Linked DNA regions of Sus scrofa: region 1 is linked to region 2. Evidence: chromatin contacts called from public HiChIP or PLAC-seq data. All regions are on one chromosome and are shown on one strand. Each heading gives the region's core, a stretch centred on a gene start, on an enhancer-like site or on the middle of the called end of the contact. The rest is flanking DNA. Distances are from core to core; before and after follow the strand shown. Region 1 holds the start of SPATA21 (spermatogenesis-associated protein 21). Region 2 holds the start of SZRD1 (SUZ domain-containing protein 1).

What was found. HiChIP or PLAC-seq counts read pairs in DNA pulled down with a chosen protein or histone mark.
Region 1: a contact with region 2 is called in an H3K27ac HiChIP or PLAC-seq map of alveolar macrophages. The contact joins the promoter of SPATA21 here to the promoter of SZRD1 in region 2. A contact is called at or near these places in 2 of 47 Hi-C or Micro-C datasets (blood and embryonic fibroblasts) and 2 of 2 datasets of contacts at active chromatin or transcription factors (alveolar macrophages and skeletal muscle).

Annotation. Positions count from the first base shown.
Region 1 is chr6:75,523,678-75,529,097 of Sscrofa11.1, reverse strand. It overlaps SPATA21 (spermatogenesis-associated protein 21), which reads left to right and starts at 1,923. Exons shown (of 11, transcript XM_021097598.1): 1 at 1,923-2,054. The coding sequence starts at 1,923. NECAP2 (adaptin ear-binding coat-associated protein 2) reads right to left here and starts at 2,027. Exons shown (of 8, transcript XM_021095419.1): 1 at 1,764-2,027. The coding sequence starts at 1,855.
Region 2 is chr6:75,456,285-75,461,623 of Sscrofa11.1, reverse strand. It overlaps SZRD1 (SUZ domain-containing protein 1), which reads right to left and starts at 2,500. Exons shown (of 4, transcript XM_005665044.3): 1 at 2,379-2,500. The coding sequence starts at 2,429. LOC100522143 (a long non-coding RNA gene) reads left to right here and starts at 2,667. Exons shown (of 2, transcript XR_303959.3): 1 at 2,667-3,551. It overlaps LOC110255192 (a long non-coding RNA gene), which reads right to left and starts at 1,922. Exons shown (of 2, transcript XR_002344914.1): 1 at 1,846-1,922.

The sequences.
Region 1 (5,420 bases), core at 674-3,173, 68 kb before region 2:
CCCAATTCTAGATTATAGAGACCTTCTCTGGAGCAGGATTCCAGTTTTCCTTCTGTAAAGCAAGCAGCTACTGGGACACATGATTTGTTTAAGACTCTGTCAGGCTGTGGTGGTCAGAGTGATCTTTTGGGACCACTGAGACCACTGTGGAAGAAAAGAGAGAAGAGAGCAACAGGACATATGAGCAAAGTGAATGAGTGTTCAAGAAACATATTCTCAAAGGTATCCCAAGAAGAAATAAACCAAGGAAACCATGGACCGATCACAATGGCCCCTTTTGGCTCCTTTAAAGCATAAACGTGACATTTTAGTTCTAAGAAGGAGCTCAGTAAAGCCCCCAAAGAGCAAAAACCTCGGGTGTTTCCAAGAGGCTTTTCTTGGAAGTCCCTAAGCATATGCCAGGACTCGGAAAGACACCATACTGTGGACGCAGGTTGTTTTGAAGTCCACACAAACGCAGAGGCTCGACTCACAAGTCAGCAGACTCAGTTTCAGTTCCTCTTCCCGGGGCAAGAGGCCTTAGACTCAAGGGGGGCAGAGCTCTAAGGCTGAAGTGCAGGGGCTGGCAGTGTCCTCTAAGTCAACATGGCCAGCCCTAACATTTGGTAACTTTGATCCCTGGGGGACCAAGAAGGACCAAACTCATCCTAAGGAAGGGGATGGGGGGTAGACGACCATCCCTGGTTTGGTGGCCCATATCCCGTTTGACGACAGAAAGCAAATACGCGTTTGTTGTTGTTGCTACCGTTGCTTTCATATTTTTAAACTATGTCGTGGATGCCAAAGGTCTTCAAGAACACGTCTGTTCACCATAAAATCAGTATGAGCCCGTGTTAACACAACTGGAAAGTAATGAGAGGCCAGGTAGGTGGACACTCCATGGTCGTTGTGGCACAGGCCAATCCGGTCTTTCCAAATAACTTGGACAAACACTGTCTTCAAGAACCCCATCCACCACCTCCCTCCCACCCCGCCCCACTCCCAGTGGCACAAAATAGCCATAGACCGGGTTGTCTGTATCAGGTACATCTTTTTTTCTTTTAATATTTTTCTTCTTTTGATACATGGTGACAACATGTAAACAACACAAAAAGGTAAACAAGGAAAGGACGTCTCCTTCCACCCCCACCCCCGCCCCACCCCTGTTGTTCTCCTTGGGCCAGTTTCCTGTCTTCCCTGCCACATACCCTACATCCACAAATACTTATGTATTGATTTGGCTCAGGTGAACATTTCACCAGACAAATGTGGATGGATTCCTCCCAAGTGCCACAGGCTGTGATAACGGCTGGGCTTCGCGCCAAGGAAGAGTCCTTGGGCTTTCAACGTCAGCTCTCCGGGACGGGTCCTTGGGGCGGTTCGGGGCTCCCTTCCTTCCCCTCGGGGTTTCTGCCACGGATGGGGCCCCTCCCTCTTAAGCCTTTTCAGGGATCCCTTCAAGGCCATCAGCGCTGGAAAATAAACGTCTATGACACCACCACTCCTGACCACGTTTAGGGGCCCCAACAGCCCACCGGCGTCCCCCAGCGCTAGACACGGCTTTCATGCCTTCCCCACGGCCGGGAGCCCCGTGCGTCGGACTGAGACAGCCGAAAAGTCTGGGTCCCCCTCCCTGCTCTGGCCTCGAACTGGAAGAAACCTCAGCATTACTTCCCCCCTCCTCCCAATAGCCTGGAACTTCCTCAGCTCCCATAGGGGGGCGTGTCGGGGAGGCAGGGATGGGGTTAGGCTGTGACCAGCCTGGCCCGGCGGCGGGTGGTCACCTGTAACCACGGTTGGTGGCCCGCGGCGGGATGCGGTAGACGTGCACCTCAGGCTTGACACAGAGAACCGACTCGTAGCCTCCTTCCTCCATCTCGACGCCGGGAGACCGCGGGACTTCCGGCTCCTTCCCCGCGGCGGGGAGGAAGCCGCGCGACTCTATGACCCGCCTCGGGCTAGAGAGGCAGTTCGTGCACCTCAGCGGTTCGTCGCCCGCGCGCCCTCTGCTGGAGGCCCTGGCTCAAGACATGCGGCGGACAGACACAGGCATCTATCACAAGAAGACAAGGGCTGTCTGGAGGACTGCAGAGAAAATTCAATACAGAACCCACTGCAATCCGTTGTCTCATTGTCATCCCTATCACCTCCAACCTAGCGTCCAGTTGGTTGAGATTCAAAGCTGTAGCTACCTAGACAGCTCACCCTAACACCTCTGGGTTCTCCCAGACTTTGCTTCCTTCTGCTCTTCCTGGATGTCCTCCCATCATCTGACCCTGTAAAACATGATTGAGGCTCTTTCTTCTAGAAAAATCCTTACCTGACCCACCAGCAAAGTGCAATGTCCCTACTCTGCCACCCTTATCCTAGCCCATATGTGAGGGAGTTCTCATTGTGGCTTAGAGGTAAAGAAATGGACTAGTATCCAGGAGGATGCAGGTTTGATCCCTGGTTTTGCCCAGTGGGTTAAGGATCTGGCGTTGCCATGACCTGTGGCATAGGTTGCAGACGTGGCTCGGATCCTGCGTTGCTGTGGCTGTGGTGTAGACTGGCAGCTGCAGCTCCAATTCGACCCCTAGCGTGGAAACTTCCATATGCCGTGAGTGCAGTCCTGAAAAGCAAACAAACAAACAAAAAAAGTATCTTGGTCTTAACTTGGATTTCTCACAGAATGTGATAGGAGATACAATGTCTAATCAGAGTCAAATTCTCAAAATCCTGTATCATCCTTTACAATTCTCTCATTCATTACACAAGTATATAATTCAGTGCTTATAATATGCCAGATCCTATGTGAGGCACAGCTGATCGCAAATCTTTGGTTCACTGAATGCTCCCAAATTTTCTCCATCTCTTTCTTCCCTCTACTCTCTCTCTCCCCCTGCCCTTTTTACTCACTCTAGGTAAGCTGTTTATTACAGGATTGGTCTATTGTCTTAAGTTTTAAAAAACTATTGTGATAAAATATACATAACCTTGGAGTTCCCATCGTGGCCCAGCAGTAACGAACTTGACTGGTATGTATGAGGATGTGGGTTCGATCCCTGGCCTTGCTCAGTGGGTTAAGGATCTGGCCTTGCTGTGAGCTGTGGTGTAGGTCACAGAGGCAGTTCAGATCTGGCTTTGCTGTGGCTGTGGTGTAGGCCGGCAGCTGCAGCTCTGATTGGACCCCTAGCTTGGAAACTTCTATATGCTGCAGGTGCAGCCCTGAAAAGCAAAAAACAAACAAACAAAAATAACAAACTACCATTTAACCATTTTAAGTGTCTAATTCAGCAAAATTAAGTACATTCACAATGTGATATAACTATCACTACTGTCTATTTCCAGAACTTTTCATCATCCCAGACGGACACCCTATACCCATTAAGCAAAAAACCTCATTTTTCCTGCTACCCCCAGCCTCTGGGAATCTGTTTTACTTCCTGTATATGAATTTGCCTGTTCCAAATACTTCATATACTTAGAATCATGCAGTATTTGTCCTTTGAGTCTGATTATTTCACTTAGTTTAATTGTTTTCAAGGTTTATCCGTGCTGTAGCCTGTATCAGAATTTCATTCACTTTAAAGGCCGAACGTTATTCCATCCTATGGTGTGAAAGAGTTAATAAACAGAAACTTCCATTAAATAGAGTCAAGAGACCAGAATGGGGAGTTCTCACCCCTTGAGATGATAATAGAATCTAACAGGAAGAGGAAAGATTCCCCCTCTTCCCCAGCAAGGACTCAGCCAATGAAGTCATGAAGTGTGTTTACTGTAGCCCTCTTTTCCCGGACTTCCTTTTTCCCCTCTATAAGGGTTCTGCTTCCCCTGCCCTGAGGGAACTTGGCACATGGCTGGCCATGTTTGCAAGCCCTGAGTTGCAATGTTCTGCTGATCTCATGTAAACCCATCTTTGCGGGAAAATTCCAGCTGTCTATTTATTTCAACAATGGATACACCACATTGTGTTTACTCATTTATCTATTGGTGGACATTTGGGTTGTTTCCACCTTTTGGCTATTGTGAATAATGTTGCAGTGAACACTGGTGTATAAATATGTGTTCAGGTCGATGTTTTCAAGTCTCTGGAATATACATCCAGCAGGGGATTTGCTGGCCCACACAGTAATTCTACGTATGGATTTTTGAGGACCTACTGAACTGTTTTCCACAGCCAGCTGCATTTTACATTTCCACCAGCCATAAGCAAGGATACTGTGTTCTCCATGTCTCTTTCTGTTCTATAGGTAGATTCATTTGTGCCATATATATATATGTATTTTTTTTTGCCTTTTTTTTAGGGCCACATCCGCAGCATATGGAGGTTCCCAGGCTAGGAGTCCAATCGGAGCTATAGCTGCTGGCCACAGCCACAGCCATGCCAGATCCGAGCCGTGTCTGCGACCACAGCTCACGGCAATGCCAGATTCTTAACTCACTGAGCGAGGCCAGGGATTGAACCCACAACCTCGTTTCTGCTGCACCACTCGGGAACTCCCATTTGTGCCCCATTTTAGGTTCCAAATATAAGTGATATCACATGGTATTTGTAAAGAGCTAAACTTGGGGAGTTCCTGATGCGGCTCAGTGGTAACGAATCTGACTAGCATCCATGAAGACGCAGGCTTGATCCCTGGCCTTGCTCAGCAGGTTAAGGATCTGGCATTGCCGTGAGTCATGGTGTAGGTCGCAGACATAGCTTGGAACCTGCATTGCTGTGGCTGTGGCGTAGGCCCAGCAGCTACAGCTCCGATTTGACCCCTAGCCTGGGAACCTCCACAGGCTAAAAAGTCAACATAATAAAAGCTAAACTTTGAGAGCGTGTCCACCATCAAGACGGAGTCCCATTACTTCCTCTCAGGAAGCCAAGCCCCGTGAAGATGGTCCACAGTGATGTTTTGGGCCTCCTCGTGTGGCTGCCCAGGCAGGGAACCTTTCTCTCATGAACCTTCCAAGGGAAGGCTCACTCCGTGCCAGGAGGTGGCCAGGTCTTATAAAGTGTTCCGAGCACTTTCGGTTCAGTTCAGTCTAACAAAGATGGGCGTTGAGCATCTTGGCGCTGAGTGCCACCGAGATGAGGTCCACCCAGCTCCTGCCTTCATGGAACTAACAAACTGGAGGAGCCAGAGAGAGAAAAAAAAAATCATTTGTAATGAAGAATGAAAAGTGCCACGATGGAAGAAATCCACAGGGGTGTGTGGGAGCGAAGAGGAGAGAGACGCCACGCAGCCTGGGCGCAGTCAGGGAAGGCTCTCTGGAAGAGGCTTACCTTGACGAAATAATGCCCGTAAGGTAGGCGGGGCAAGGATTGTTATCCTGGTTGTGCAGTGGAGCCACTGAAACAGTCACCAGTCTGGGGAACCTACACTGCCCTCTAGCGGCGGGAGGTCAGATAGCCCCTTGCCTTACTCTCAAACCCCAGCCACGTGGTTAGACATGCCTGATGCATCTCTAAA
Region 2 (5,339 bases), core at 1,251-3,750:
CACTGCAAAGGAATTATACTTTAATAAAACACAACAAAAACACAATGTTCTATTTGTCCCTTGAGATGTGCTTAAGACAAAGGACACCATTTAGAGTTTGAATCGACATTAACTCAATTCGACATTTTCATTTCTCCCAAAGGCAGTATTATTTTGAAAGACGCATTTCCTTGGAGTTCCCTTCATGGTGCAGCAGAAATGAATATGACTAGGAACCATGAGGTTGCGGGTTCGATCCCTGGCTTTGCTCAGTGGGTTAAGGATCCAGCATTGCCCTGAGTTGTGGTGTGGGTCACAGACCTGGCTCAGATCCCATGCTGCTGTTGCTGTGGTGTAGGCTGGCGGCTACAGCTCCAGATTAGACCACTAGCCTGGGAACTCCATATGCCGTGGGTGTAGCCCTAAAAAACCAAAAACACACACACAAAAAAGAAGCATTTCCTTGATGGAATGCAAGTTATATTTTTTTGAATTGTCCTTTGATTGAAGATGTATCTCCTTGGGAGAACAGGTAAAGGGGGCAATTTTATATCAGGTAAGTGTCTGTCATACTAAAAGCAAAAAGACTATTTACAGAATATTTGAGGTTAAATCTTACATCTCTGGTGTCCATTTAGCTATAAAGTGCGGGAGTGGGCTAGCTGTTCTTTAAGCAGCTTACCTGTTCTGAAAAACTAAAGCAATCCTCAGTTTCTGAACCCTACATTCATTTTTGTTCTTCTCATTTTCTTCTTCTTTAATGTCAGAAACTTATGTCCCTTTGAAACAAGTGAGAAAAAAACAAAGAAAGGACAAGATGCTCAAGAAACTTATCATTTGAGTCATTCCAACTGTAAACCAAACTTTTTTGCAGGGAGCAGCATGAAGGGTCCTGAATGATTCACTCACACCTGTGGCAGGCGCCAATAAACGCCTCTGGCAGAGATTGTGAATTCTCTAGCACAAAATTACTGCTAAGCACTCTGTCTAGCACATGGCAGACCTCCTAAATGTTTGTTGATTGAAAAATACCTAGCTGACACCTGTTGCCCTCTATAAAATCTTTCGATTGCTCTCCCTACTCAAGCCACAAATCCAAGAAAGATGGCTGGCCCGTAAGAACTATACAAAATACCTCCTGAACGAAATCAATTCTTCAAATCCTCAATCATGCTAAGTGGGGAAAAAAACACCTTGAGAGAAATGCTTGAACCACCACCAGCAAAAACTTCAAAGTCAAAATTTCAACATTAAGGGAATGTTAAGGGAGTGCATCCATTTCTTGGTCTCTTCAAGCGCTGACAAGCACCCTCAAAGGAGCTTGATGAAAAAAACAAAAACAAAACCCACCTTCTGTTGTTCTATTCCGGTAACACTCGGCTCTCCACGCCCTACTCCCGACACATAAACCTTCAAGGTGGATGTCACTCGAGCCAGAACTGAACAATGAACACGAGGAGGACAAAACCAAAAAGACATCTCCCCACCTTCACAAGGATCACCACAGAACCGCAAACTCTGAGAAAACCAAATTAAACGCGAACCTAATAGAACTGACTATTCCGGCTTGAAACAGAGTATGTTTCCTACAGCTTGTGGAGGCAAACAAAACTCCGAAAAGCAAAGTCGAACGGTCCATTTCTCCCCTCCCTTCCCAGGAATGCAGCTACTTTACATATCACACCCCTCCCCCCTCGACCCCGGCAATCACTCTGCGAGACCCTTCCCCGGTGATCGGATCGTTGGGTGCGCCTCGGGGAGAAAGGCTGGCCGCTAGGCTTTCGGTTGTTCCGGCAGGGTCCCCGGGAGACCAGCCTGCCAGAGCGCTCAGTAAAATTAAAAGAGGAAAAACCCAGACTCGCCCACCGTGGCGGATGACGCAAAGCGGTGGGGGATTTTAGCATGCCCAGAAATGACTCGATTTCCTCTTGCTCTTCTCCGGGGCCAGATTTGCCTCCTGGGTCCGCGCATTCCCTCCCCCCACCCCCCGCCCCCGCCAAGTGGTGTGTCGCTCCTAGTCGGAGCACATGAACTTTAAAATGGTGCTTTGCACAGGGGACCGACAGGGAAAAGAGGAGTCGGGTCAAAGGCGCCTGGGGCGGGCTAGCGGGCGCCAGGAAAAGAGGTCCTAGTGGCGGGTGGGGCGCCCCGGATGACGCGCACGCCGGTAGGGAGTAGGGAGTGGAAGGAAGAGCACCAGGCAAAAGTGCAGGGAGAAATGGAACGTGGCCCCTTTAAGAGGCCTTCACCGAGCTCAGGAACCGGGGGCCTCTCCTTCACCCCCGGCCCGGCGTGTGGGGCCCTTCCTCAGGGAGAACCATCCCCAGACCCGCTCCCCCGAGGCTTTCCTCACGCCAGGTCCCGCCCGGCCCAGCCCCGGGGCGGCGGCTCCTCCTTACCCCGCTGTCTGCCGCCTCCTCCCAGCTCTCAGCGACCTCCTCATCTTCCATCTTACTCGCCGCTTTCCCTCCTCCCCCACCCCCTCCCCGCGCCTGCGTCCTGAAGCGCGCCTTGGTCGCGGGCGCCGGCACGCAGGGCTTTGCTCAATGAACCCCGCCCCCTGTCAAGCCCGGAAGAGGCTCCAGGCCAAGGCCCAGGAACGTCAAGGAAGCCATCTTGGAAAAGGGAAAGCATAAAGTTGCCATTTTTCTTAAGGGCAATGTGTCATTTCTCTTGCCGAATGGGAGTCCCTGTGAAGTCATCCTCTTTAGTATGGGAAGTGTGTTCTTTAGAACCATCTTTTCCAAGGGCAGGAAATTACTCTTTTTTTTCTTTTAAGGTGTAGTTTCCTAAGCTGCAGATTATGGTTTTTTCCAAAATTTTGAAAACATATGTATACCTCGACAAAGTGAAATAGCGGACATAACACTGTCCAGTTTAAACTGGTTTTGACTCCTTAAATAGGTTGTTGATTAATCAGACTTTGAGGTATTTTATAGAGGCAGCACTGCTCATGTGCGAGATGGGAACTCTTGTTTCCAGGAGGACCCCGGAACTAAGAATCTTCAGTTTAGGGAACTCAAATAGAAATGTTGCCCCCGGAATCCTTTACCAGGCGTAGCAAGAAGTCTTTTGTGGAGGAAAATCCGGTTTCCAGCCCCCCACCGTACCTTGCTTACCATATATGGACTGCTTTGAAAACTAGCCAATCAACTTGTGCCAACTTTGAAATTTCCCTAACCCTTAAATTTTGCCCCAAACCCTGGCTGGGACGGGGGAGACAGATTTGAGCCCTGCCTCCTGCCTCCTTATTGCTACCTCGCAATAAAGCTCTTTCTTTTCTCAAAAGTTGGTGCCGTAGTATTGGCTTCTAAGGGCGCCAGGCAGTGAACATGGTCCGTTCTGGTAAGAATTTCTGGCGACGGTGAAGGGACCAAGGTCTTGCGATCGCCTGTCTGAGGCACTGTAGCCCCCGGCTGGGTGTAGGCCCTCGCCACCGACCCTGAGTGGCCACCTAGACTGAATTTGTCTAGAGGCTTGGCTGTCGGGTTCCTGCTTCCCGCCGCTGCGGCGCTCCAGGCTTCTCTACGTTACTCACTTTTGGGGAAAGAAACAGCTCCTGGATCTTTTGGGTGAGTAACCTCGTTTAACTGCGCTTGTGCCTAAATTGTTTAATATAATTTCACCAGGATTGTGGGTTAGACTCACAATCCCTATACTGTCTAAGGGAGACAGTATAAAAGGTTACAGCGGCTGAGGTACTCAAAAGATCGGGTTTAGAGTCCCAGGCCTTTGGATTTGTCTAACTATTTTGTTTATTAGGAATTGGGGTTAACTATTGGATGACCACAGCCACACTTCTAATATATCTGTTTTATGTCATTTTGCTGTGGTCATCCTGAGAAAAAAACCCTTTCAAAATGGGGAATTATGACAGTATACCTGACGGCAGTCCCTTGAAAAGTGTTCTTCAAGGTTGGTCACTGTATAGCTCTAAGTCTATGAAAAAGAAGAAAATGATTTCCTTTTGTAACCATGTCTGGCCCAAATATCAATTGGAATCTGGGGAAAAATGGCCCAAGAATGGGTCTTTGAACTATAATACTATTACACAGTTGGACTCATTTTGTAAGAGAGAGAAAAAATGGGGCGAAATTCCATATGTAGAATCATTTATGTCTTTATATAAGAGGATAAATTTGCATATGACCTTTAAAATGATGGTTCAGAAGGTTGAACCTCAGAAAAAGCCCGTTTTACCCGAGTCAAAGCCTGAAGGTGTTCCAGTACTGCCTCTGCGGGCGCCTGGTGCGGTAGCCCATCCCTCAGCACCACCTCTTCCCATAGCCCCTCTCTCCGCACCTCTTCCGGTAGCCCCTCCCTCAGCACCTCTTGAAGTTCCCGTGACTTCTGACGGGGCTCTTCCTGCAGGCGGTGCTAAGGCTTCTACCAGTCCTCCTAGGGTGGCTGATTCAGCTCTTTCCAGATGGTCGCCCTTACCAGATGGTCATAAAGGAATGGTCTCCCCTCCCTGTACCCTCCAGGGTACTCAATCTGGCCCGGGGGAAACTCTACCCCAGGCAGGGCAGTTTCTGTTAAGGCAGGTGCCAGTAGGCTTGGACGACCAAGGCCAACCCAGAGCACTTGGACTCACACCTTCTTCATCAGTCATTAATTTACATAATTATAAAGCTAAAACGCCATCATATCAAGATGATCTTAAGAAGATGGAGACTCTCTTTACATCCGTTTTTGCTGTTTTTCATCCTAACCCGGCTGACATACAGACCCTCAAGCATATCTTCCTCAGTCAGGAGGAACCCAGCACGATATTAGAGAAGTCCTGCCTGGAAGCTGAAAGGCTCCATTACTTACAGCCAGATGATCCAATCAGAACTCAGGCAGAGCTGGCCATCCCTGAAACTGAACCAGGATGGGATCCCAGTGACCCAGGGGATCAAGCAAGGCTTAATCATTATAAAGAATGTTTAATAACTGGACTTCAAAAGGGGGCAGAGAACTTCAAGAGGGTCCAGAATGTACAACAAGGGCCCAAGGAGGACCCATTCACCTTCCATGTGAGGCTTTTTGATGCTTTACGAAAATATACTGATATAGATCCAGAACACCCAGATAATCTGGGACTGGTCAAGGTAATCTTCATCAGTCAGAGTGCCCCAGACATAAGAAAGAGACTACAGCAACTGGAACGGGGATTGTGGATGCCAACATCTCAGTTGCTTCAGATTGCTTTTGAGGTATTCAATGGCCGAGATAAAATTAGGGAAAAGCAGGAGGAGCAAAACATCACAAGGCAGGTTGCACTGCGCAGCTGTAACCAGTCAAGGCCCAGCAGAACATCTGGAGGACAGAACAAACGACAAAGGGCAAAACCCCAGGGACCTCCAAAACCGGGCCAA